2 separate regions of the Sus scrofa genome follow, and region 1 is linked to region 2. Evidence: chromatin contacts called from public Hi-C data. All regions are on one chromosome and are shown on one strand. The core of a region is the stretch at or near the end of the contact, and the rest is flanking DNA. Distances in the headings are between cores, read along the strand shown. Region 1 has its middle 210 kb from the start of KLF3. Region 2 overlaps TBC1D1 (TBC1 domain family member 1).

The links. A called contact is a pair of places that touch in the nucleus more often than the background predicts.
Region 1: a contact with region 2 is called in a Hi-C map of liver, with 4 times the contacts expected there. The contact joins two enhancer-like sites. A contact is called at or near these places in 2 of 47 Hi-C or Micro-C datasets (embryonic fibroblasts and liver).

What each region holds. Positions count from the first base shown.
Region 1 is chr8:29,810,437-29,815,827 of Sscrofa11.1, forward strand. No RefSeq gene overlaps it. Among named protein-coding and RNA genes, the nearest start is that of KLF3, 210 kb to the right of the region's middle. Within about 2 kb of position 2,270, at least 23 of the 83 cell types and tissues checked have an H3K27ac peak or open chromatin away from gene starts, as enhancers often do. A contact at or near this core is called in liver, where this site is marked.
Region 2 is chr8:29,525,379-29,531,070 of Sscrofa11.1, forward strand. All of the region lies in intron 14 of TBC1D1 (TBC1 domain family member 1), which reads left to right. Among named protein-coding and RNA genes, the nearest start is that of MIR9840, 21 kb to the right of the region's middle. Within about 2 kb of position 3,158, at least 6 of the 83 cell types and tissues checked have an H3K27ac peak or open chromatin away from gene starts, as enhancers often do. A contact at or near this core is called in liver, where this site is marked.

The DNA.
Region 1 (5,391 bases), core at 1,020-3,519, 280 kb after region 2:
TTTCATTTCATTTTCCCGTGTACAGGGGGCTTCAGGCTTTCCGTCATGCTGAAGATTTATCTTCTTGCAAAGACAGGAAGTCAGGGTGTCCGTAGAACACACATTTCCCCACCGGACTGACCCCGAGATGACCTTTCCACTCATCTTCACTATCTGTTAAACCCTGGTGTCTGGGTTCCCACTGAAGCGATGACAGAATGAATGAATGAGGTGAGATAATGGATGCGTCGCACAAAGCCGTCGCGTAGTAGGCATTCAAAAAAGGCTTCTTCTAATGTAAAAACAATATTTAGTTACCAGCTCTGGCAGCAGATTTGGTCAGGAAAGAGGTCAAAGGGTTGACTTAAATTAGGTTGGAAGGTTGGCTGGAATTCAATTACCCATAACCCTCCAGTCTCTCCTGCCAGCCGTGATGAATGGAGCCTGGCTAAAGTGGGTTGGGATTAGCAACACTGCAATCAACCCTTTCTGGAGAATGAAGATGTGGGAATTATCTAACGAGCATTCTGAGGCCAGATGAGATTTCTTAGGTTGGAAATATTTTTGTGGTTTAGCTTAATAACAGCAAGGCTTGGATTTCGAGACAAAGGGCACAAGCTGGGCATTCCCTGCTCCTCGTTCTTCTCACAGTCACGCTGGTCTAGTAGCCCTGCCTGACGTGGGTAAATTACCATCGAGGGCTTTGGGTGATTCAGATACAGATCTTTAAAGGATACTTTGCTCTCAGATATTTGGGACATATATTAGTGAAAGAAGCCCATTAAGAATTAAAGAACTGGGAGTTCCCTTCATGGCATAGGGAAATCAGATTAGTATCCAGGAGGATGTGGGTTTGATCCCTGGCTTCATTCAGTGAGTGGAGGATCCGGCGTTGCTGTGAGCTGTGGTGTAGGTCACAGACGTGGCTTGAATCTGGTGTTGCTGTGGCTGTGGTGTAGGCTGGCAGCTGTAGCTCTGATTCGACCCCCAGCCTGGGAATCTCCATATGCCACAGGGGCGGCCCTAAAAAGCAAAATAAGAAAAAAAAATAAATAAATAAAAAACTGCATCAGTTAAAATAAGAAAAGAACCCAACCAGACCATCCATGCTTTCCTTTTTTCTAATACAGATTTCCCTTCCCAACCCCACTCTGAAGTTTCTCTAACCTCACTCTGATGATGGAGAACCCAGGACTCAGCTATAGATTTCTTTTCATATAAAAAACACTCTTTTGGAGCTGACCTCTAGGAAGGTATTTTGAAAATATGATGATAATAATGTTACCAGCTTGTTTGTTTTTTCTTAATTATCTGCTAATATTTTGGAATCGGTTTTCAAAAATTTCTAGTCCTTCTGCCTTTGTCTGATGACATAGATCTTCTGTTAGCAGGTGAGGGAAGCCCAGGAAAACACAACATATCTTTTCCCTTTTGTTATAATTCTAACTCTGCACCTCAATTTCTGCCCAGCCATGATTTCAGAGCCCAAAGCCTATAGCCTGTCCTGATTTGCATAACTGGCTTCTGGAGGCAAGTTAAGGAATCATTAAGGCACCTACCCTTTGCCCCCTCCTTGGCCAAGTTGCTTAATTAACTTGGTTAAAATGCAGTCCAGTGTGATGAGAATAATTGCATTTGTGTGTCTTAATAACTGATCTGTTCCTATGCAATTGCCCACTTCACTCTAATAAAAAATATATACATGTGATGTGACATATGAATCTTCATGCTCACAAAATGAGCTCAAACTTGAAAGAGATCCAGACTACAACACCGTTTATTATTTTTAGAGCATTACCTAGTCATTTTGATTCATTCGCTTGGAGTGCTTTTCCCTGCAGCTCCCCAGGGAGAGGTGGGGAGAAAAGATGGTAAAACATAAATTTCCTTTGGTGACGAGTTCACATCTGTTTAGAACTGTAACATGGCAAATCATTGTGAAATCTTCTAATGGATGCCTGTCCAATGCCAAATAAGCCCAGGACCAAACACGCATAAAGAAATAATTGAAAGACACTGGACTGAATCCAAAAGATCCTGGCTAATGTTTCACCTAATCTCTCTCTGGTCTCTCCCGCCTGCAGCAGTCGCCCTACCTACAAGATAGGCACTTCACAGCTTCCTTGCAGCTGCTTCTTGGCTGTTTGCACCCTCTAACCTCCTGGCAGAAGACTAAGAACTACTCTGAAGCCAAAAGCATAAAAGGAGGAAAGGTTGGCACTCGAAGTGAAAGGTGGGGCCGTTGGAGCTTATCACACGTCTTCTGTAAGGGTTAATTCCCCTCTGCCCCTGTTGGGGGCTGAGACTGACCTCAGCCTGCAAGGGACTGGCCCAGGGCTAGGGAGATGTCCCCAGGTGGCAATCCCAGATCTACAATTTGACTCTATAATTTGGGGTGGGGGGAGTAGGGAATAAGAGTGAGAACAAAAGTTTCACCAAAAAAAAAAAAAAAAAAAAAAAAAAGCTCTTTTTGTTTCCAATTCTTTTCATCTTGGCTCTATCTCTAGCACTGCTAGTCAGAACCTTAGCCGCTAAGGGTGGGGTTGGGTGGAGCTTTAGGGATTTTTTTTTTCTTAAAGGGAAAGAATAGGGAAGTCTCCTGGAACATCTCCATTTTGCTTGAACTTGATCATGGTCACACACACACACACACACACACCCACTGGGCAATGTCTGATTATATCTCTTTGGAAATGGCATTTGCAAAGGTGGCATCAGCACAGCAGAGAGCAGAAGGGAATTCTGCTGCTATTCTGGAGGAATTTGGACCTGTGAGGTATTTAGTTATTGATGATTTCAACTGGTCTAAGCCAGGTTTGAGCTTTAAGACCGCGTGCCTGGAATTGGCAACAAAATGGCCATTTATTGCTGGGGAAGGCTACTGAGATTCAGCTATTTTAAGGCAGTTCCTATATTTAGATACTGTATTCTACACTTAAAAAAAAAAAAAAAAAAAAAAAAAAAACAAGCAAATGAGAAAGGGCAAAACGCCCCAGTACTGATCGCTTCTCCCCCCACTCTCCTCAAAAGAATTTTAGCTGAGTTTCAGCCTTGGAATTTATTTTTTGAACAGTAAGACATGCTATATATTGGAAGAAAATACAATATGGGAAAATTTAAATTTACCAAATTAAGTACAGAGAAATAGAGCATATTACAGAATGGTTTGTTATAGGGCCTTTTAGGTAAACACTCCTTAAGAATCTTTCAGCTGGGGATTGTTGCTTATGTTAACCCTTTAGGATCCTGTACAGGAAAGTTCCCCTGTGTAAATATCATACTTATGGAATATGCAGGGTGCCTGAGGCTGAATCCAAACTCCACCACTCACAGGCATGGGACGGTGGCCCAGTTACTTCACCCCTCTGAGCCTCAGTTTCCCCATCTGTAAAACGAGGGCAGCATTTTCCTGCCTCATAAGGTTTAAATGAGCTGCTTGCTATCCCACCCCGTAGGTGTTTCATGGCTCTAAGCCTCCTGTGGGTTCTCCTTCTTCCCCCTCAGCCCCGGCTTCCCCCCCAGAGCACCCCCACACACACCAACTGAGACCACATGGGGCAGTCGGCAGCGAGCAAAAGAAATTTCAGGCCTTCTTTGCATCTTTTGCTGTTTCAGATGTATGTCAGGGAAGATGTGACCTCAGACAAAGAGGGGCCAGACAGCAATGGCTGTTTCTGCCTGTCTTATATTTATTTATTTTTAAAACAAATACTTCTGCAGCCCTTACCATGGGACAGGTATATTGTAGGCACTTGACAAATACTGACTCATCTGGTCTTTCATAACAAACCTGTGTATACTATTATTATTCCCATTTTGCAGCTGAGGAAGCAGAAACACAAATGGCTTAAGTAACTTGTCCAAGATCACATAACAGGTAAGAGGCAGAGTCCCAGGCAACCTAGTCCATTCTCTTCGTAGGTATCATGGCCAGGCTCTCTATTTGGAGGCCCTGCTGAGCCCAAAGCCAGCTGGGTGAAATACCAAGGTCAGCTCTGCACACTGTCAAATATCAGCAGGGCCAGAAGCCCTGAAGTTGCAAGAGTCTCTGTTGATAAGCTTTGTGTAGCCCCGACCTCAGAGCAGGGAGACCCAGATGAGGTTGGCTGAACAAGCAACGGGCCCATTTCCCAGGCCTTTGGCGCTCCGCCCACCTCTCCACTCCCACCGCCTAGGAGGTTGCAACCTCCTCTCAAGTTTCTTCATCCTTCCTCGCCCTCTTGGCTCAGTGAATATGAATTGGCTGGCTGTTTCGGCTGGAGTGGGTGGGAGGGCGGCAGAAGGAGGGAGGCATTAAAGCAATCAAGGAAAAAAAAAAAAAGAAAGAACTTTGAAATTTTTAGTAATTTTTTCTTAAATTACAAAAGCCATGTGTGTTTGTGGCAGATATGGCAAAAACATATCTGTTTCCCCCATTTCCCCTTCTCTCTTCCACTCTCCCGCCAGGGGTGATCATGTGACACAAATCAGGCCAATGAGGCGTAAGTGTGTGATGGAGTTCCTGGGACAGCTCTTGTTTTCCTGGGACAGGCACTGGGCCTTCTGGTCCCCTTTCTCCTCTGAATGCACCCGTGATGACTGGAAAGCAATGGACACGTTAAAGCCCTGAAGGAAAAGCCATGAAAATTTCAGAACTCAGCCTTGGCCTGGTTGAGCCACGGAACCGCTGTAATTTGAATTTTTGTTAATTGTAGCCAAGAATACTCCTGTCTACACAATGTTCATTGTAGAAAGGTTAGAAAATACAGACAAAAAAAAAGAAGGAAGGAAAATATCACCTATAGTCCTACCATCCGGAAATAAGCAAAATTAATATTACAATATATAGCTCTTCAATTTTTCCTCTGGAAACTGCTCTACGAACACTCTTTCGTGATTGATTCTTATCCTTTCAATATGCTGTGGCCCTCTTTCTATAATCATCCACTTATCACTGTATGAATGTTACAAAGTCTATTTAACCAATTCCCTATTATTGAACATTTGAACATTTTTTATTTCCAAGGTTTTGTTTTTTTGTTGTTGTTTTGTTTTATTTTTCCATTTCTAGGGCCACACCCATGGCATACGGAGGTTCCCAGGCTAGGGGTCCATCTGGAGCTGTAGCCACTGGCCTACACCACAGCCACAGCAATGCGGGATCCTTAACCCACTGAGCAAGGCCAGGGATCGAAGCTGCTTCAGAAACCTCATGGATACTAGTCAGATTCGTTTCTGCTGAGCCATGACGGGAACTCCTGTTATTTCCAGTTTTCAGCTCTTGTAAACAATGATCATGTGAACACGTTTGCAGATATATTTTTGTCTGATTTTTCCCCCCTTAGGATAAATTCTGAAAATTAATGTGAATTGCTGGATCAAAAAGAACTTACAGGAGTTCTCTTGTGGCACAGCAGGTGAAGGATCTGGCAT
Region 2 (5,692 bases), core at 1,908-4,407:
TGTCCTATAAATGAAAATATTTGCAGAATGAGTGCTAACAAGATTTTAAACACCTACCAAAGTAGGAATGCTATAATTATGATCTTATATTATTCTGAAAATAACTTGCAGTCCCAATCCATGCATTTTATACTTGGGAGAATAATGGGTTTTCCACAGAAAGTTGAAGACTTGTGCTCATTTCCTGTCCAGGTGTGTTAGCTTGAGAATTTTCGGTTGAGGACAGTCTTAGTGATGAGAGGTTATAGTCTCACCTCTTTGATTTTTTTTTGTTTGTTTGTTTGTTTGTTTGTTTTGGTTTTTTGCAGCATCTTCCCCAGACAGTTACTGAAGGGAAGTTTTTCTTTTTCCTATTGGCAGCAGCCTTGTCTCTTGCAAAGACTTGTGTTGGGGGTGGGGTGTGGGAACACTTGGCCTTTTCTGTCCTGCAAGACTTTTAAGTGTGGGACTTAGATTAGAGGGCGTAGGCAGGGATACCTGCCTTAACAAAGGAGGCATTTCTTCTGTCTCTTTGCAGAATGGCCGGTGTGGCTTGAGTTCATCATTCTCCCTAGGGAAATGTATGCACCATCTCCTGCAAGTTTTCTTCCATTGTCGCTAACACTCTGGTCTCCATCGAACCTTGTATAGCTCCCAGCATGCAGGAGGCTACGTACTGGTAGACCAGATGCTGCATTTCCATTCATTTGCCAGGTCAGTTCCACCTTTTTCAGCCCGTCACTTCCAGGTTGCAGATTTGACCTCACTGAGAGATTGTCTCTCGCTTGAATGTTCTGGAAATCCTGCTACACTGGCATAACCGGAGAGGGATTAATTCATACATAAGAAGGAGCCTGGCTGATAGCAGGTCCAGGCTGTTCATTAGTTCTGCGACATTCCCAGTGGGCTGGGGTCCTTTCTACTTTTCTGTTTCATCCTCTTGACCACCTTCTGGTCACAGTGCGGCTGCTCCCGTTCTGCTTCCCCTGCAGCTCTGAGGAGAACAAAGGAGGAGGCACCCAGGGCCAAGGGTGACCCCTTTGTAGCAAGAGAGCCGAAGTCCCTAGTAGAGGTCTTGTGTCTGTGTCTGGAACTCTGTCACCTGGCCACTGGGCAGCACTGATTCTCCGCTGAGCACGTGGCCACCCTGTCAGATGCCGCGGTCGTGAGGATGAAGGGGAGTGTGCGTGTGGAGCTGTGGGTGGTGCCCACTCCCCGTGTGCTGGGCTGCTTCACGCTGCTGTCGTCTTGCATGGGCTGGTTCCCTTTGCCCAGAAGGCTGCGTCTGTCCCCTCGACACCCGGCCCAGCATGCTTTAGCATGAACAGACAGATGAGCCTAAGCCAGCTTCTGGTCCTTTCTGGTGTTCCTTCCTCCTTTCTCTCAGCATGGTCAGCCTCTCTGCTCCTGATGTTTCTTAGGGTCCTTGCAGCCCTGTTGGAGAACTGCCTACTTGTGTCTTGCGGTTGTTGGTCCTGACCTGTAGGTCTGTACTGTCCACTAGCTGCAGTGCTGGTAGAAGTTGAATCCTCCACTCTCGCCTCATTTCAGGTGCTCAAGAACCACGTGTGGCTGGCGGCTGCCATGTTGGAGAGCACAGCTCTGGAACCTTCCCTTCGTCCAAGTTCTCTTGGACATGCTGCTCTGGGGATGAGCTCTTAGAGGCTTCCCTTCGCCCTGACTCCTCACTCAGAGCTGCAGGCATGGTGCCTAGGGGGTGGCACTCATGCTGCGTTCCCTCCTGACAGACGTGCTTGACTTTGGGCAGAGACTCTGCAGCCCACCCAGCTTCTAAAGTGATGGTTACTAGATAGGGAGGAGGTGAGTCCACTGCCTTCAAGGAATCCTAAAAGTAAGTGGGAACTTTGAAAATGAGAACTTTTCCAAATTCCTTATTTTACAGGTGAAGAAATCGAGGCTTAGAGACAGAAAGGGACCCACTTAAGATCAAACAGGCCGTCAGTGGTAGAATGGACTTAGAATTGTGGTTCTCTTCTCATTAAACCAGATCCGGTCGAGTATCACCAACCTGTTTGTTTCCCTAATTATATTCAGTTTTTGCTCCCTCAACCAGTTTCCAGCTTCTTGAGAGAGGAAGTCGTTTTGTGCTTGTAGCTTATCCTCACATGCCCCCTGCAGATCGGCTGTGCTCAGAGGGTGCTCAGGAAGCAGATGAGCCTAAGCCTGTCTTCGTCAGCCAGTGATCACTTAGTTGCAAGAACAGAAAATGACTCCAGCAAGCTTAATCAGAAGGAGGCTTGTAAAAATCAAGATAAGGGCAAGAGCCAGGAATCAGAACATTGACTGGAACCAAAGAAGTCTCTCTGGCTCCCTCTTTTTGGGATCATGCAATTCTTTTTTCTCTTCTTTTGTGGTCTCCTCCTCATTCTACACACCAACTCCCCCAGCTTGTTCATCACTGTATACGGCCAGCCAGCCAGCCAGCCAGCCAACCAGCCCCCGAGTCTGTAGGACCTCTTAGCTCCAGAGGCATCTGATTACCTGACTGCCAAACTGTGTTTTTTTTTTTTTTAATGATTTTTATTTTTTTCCATTATAGCTGGTTTACAGTATTCTATCAGTTTTCTACTATACAGCAGGGTGACCCATTCACAATGCATATATGCATTCCTTCTTTTTCACATTATCAAGCTCCATCATAAGCACCTAGATATAGTTCCCAGCGCTATACAGCAGGACCAATCTGTATTTTACTCCAGTTTTCTGGGAGCCAATTGACTCGACTCATGGTAGTTCTTCAGGGAGGGATGGGAGGGGCATGGTACCAGCATGGCAGTGGGGACCCACCTAAGATGTTGTCTGGGCCAACGGGCAGAGAGGATATAGCCTCATACAACTCAGTGTATTCTTGTTAATTATATTGCTCAACCAGGACAGTGAAAGTAACCGGGGCTCACTAGCTTTGTAACAGTACGTGGGTATCCGAAAGTGGGTGAAATTGTGTGTGAGCAAGTATGGAGGTATCTTATTACCAGAAGTACTTGGATAGAAGCTGCGTGATCTCCTGGCAGAGGTTTCTCTGCTGAGAATGACATTCGATTGCTCTATTTACCCAGTAATAAGAGTTCGGGATTCTGAGAGCAAATAGTTGTCACGTGGCTCAGCAGCCAAAGGCGGTCAAGGTCCCTGGGGGAGGAAAGGCTGGCGGGCCATGCCGGGCTCCCCGTGGGTTTTAGACATGTGTGTGGCGAGCTGGCCTCAGGGCGCTCTCACATGCCTGTGTCCACTTAGACCTTGCCCGGCCATGGTGAGTCCTGGGGACCCATTTCCAAAACTGCATTCAAGATCCATGGGGCAGGGACACTGTCTCGTTATGGTTCTGCAACCTGGCAGCGGGTTTGGTTCATAGGTGGTGCTTGGCTTCTGTTGGACACAGGGGTGTATGGTTTTGGAATATTAATGGCATGTGGGCATTTTATTATTAACTACTCGGAATATACTATGTAAAAAATAACATATACTTGAGAAAAAATACAAGGAGAATACACTGGTATTCTATAGAAGTTTTGATAAGTTGTAGTGATAGGTGGTATTTCCCCCTTTTCTCTTTTTAAGTTTTATAATGTGATTTTCCCCCTTTTCGACTGCATCCACGGCATGTGGAAATCCTGGGGCTAAGGATCAAACTGGTACCACAGCAGTGACCCAAGCTGTAGCAATGACAACACCAGATCCTTAACCGCTAGACCACCAGGGAACTTCCTATAGTGACATTTTGATAGGAAAAATTCATTTTTAATTAAGAAACATTTGGAATATTTCTAGCTTTATGGAGGTTAAAGTGGAAACACATTTCTGTTATAGATCATGTTGGTAGCAAGTATTCAGATTTATTGGAAATGGACTCAGTTATAGAATCACTTCTCTTGTTGGCTTAAATGACAGATGATCATTTGATGACTTTTCCCTCCTTTATTCTATGAAATTATTATTATTTTTTTTTTTTTTTTTTTTTTGTCTTTTGTTGTTGCTATTTCTTGGGCCACTCCCGTGGCATATGGAGGTTCCCAGGCTAGGGGTTGAATCGGAGCTGTAGCCACCAGCCTACACCAGAGCCACAGCAACGCGGGATCCGAGCCGCGTCTGCAACCTACACCACAGCTCACGGCAACGCCGGATCGTTAACCCACTGAGCAAGGGCAGGGACCGAACCCGCAACCTCATGGTTCCTAGTCGGATTCGTTAACCACTGCGCCACGACAGGAACTCCTATTCTATGAAATTATTAAATTTGGCGTGACCAGTAATTGGAGTTGAGAAAATGACAGCCTTAATTGTCAGAAATCAAGCCTTAAAGTTAGAGATGCATGGTTTTCTTTCGAAGGCTCTTCTTCTTGGCTCTCCCACTGCTGCTGTCACCTCCCTCAGAAGCCTTTGCTCCCAGGGGCCACTTAGCACCTGCTCACCTGTCTTGGAAAGAGCCTTGGATGTCGCAGAGCACTTCGCTCAGTGAGTGTCCAAATTTCTCTGGTTCCAGCAGATATAAGATGTCAGGATGTTATGTTTACAGCTTCAGAGAATAGTTTGGGAATGGAAACCTTTTTAAAAAATAAAAGTTAAATTAAGAAATATAAAAGCTCATAGAACCCTTTTCTCATTCTGGTAGCTTAAAAGAGACCATGTTTCATCTTCTCTGATTGCTCTTTCCATAAAACTAAAAGCTTTTTTTTTTTTTTTTTTTTTTTGAAATTGTAATCAACAGGTTAGTCCAAATCGGTATGTTCTATTCCTAAAATAACATAGTTTGTTAAAGTTTAAACTCTGTGGCTGCAGTCATTTTAAGGTTCCTGATGATAGAATGTTTTAATCTTTTTTCTGAAGGAGTAACATCAATGATATGAAAAACATATCACGGTGCCTGCTTGTAGCGGGATAATGACCCAGGTCACCTCCCCCAGTTGCCTCTCCTTGGAGGCTTTGGCTTTTGCCTTCTTGGTCACTCGGATTAATATCGACTCTCGTCCACTGCCCACAGTCCCTGGCTCTCCTGCCCTCCACCTCTCACAGCTCCTTTGGTTGTGATCTGTAACTGCCCTGCCAGCTGTGGCTCAGAAATGGTTTCATTGTTATCCCTTTGCTACGTCATTCTTTCTGGAATGGTCCGGTTCTGTCTGCATCATCTTCGGCACGTGTGTCTGCGTTGGTTTTTGTCTGGGACGAGACAGACTCTTGGATAGTAGGTTTTACAGGGCTCTTTTTGTTTACTTAAGTACTTCTCTTTAATACTCTTTTTATGATCCCCTGAGTCTGTGGAGCTCAGTAAAGTCTCCTGATATTGTTGGTAGCTTAGATTATTTGGAGCTTTTCATGTTAGAAAGAAAAGGGGTTCTGAATCTGACACCTCACTTTACAGATGAGAATCCTGAGGCTCAAAGACCGTAATATGCACAGGAGCCTTCTTCGCCATTGAATCTGGGAGGAGTGTCCAGGGTCAGCGCCCCTGCAGAAGGTCCAGGTTACAGCCCTGGAGGTGGGTGGGTCCCGGCTGTAGGGTGCCATGTGGCACCACCCCCACTGCCACCCCCCCTGCTACCTCACCTCCTTCCTTCCTGCAGTATGGGGGAGCTCTCACTCTCCCTTCCAGAGAGGCAGTTCTGCATAATGAATGTGAGCTTGGGGCTAAATGAGGCAAAAGTGTGTGCCCTGCCTCGGAAACCCTCACAGACCTCAGGATGGCAGACACTGTCCGCCT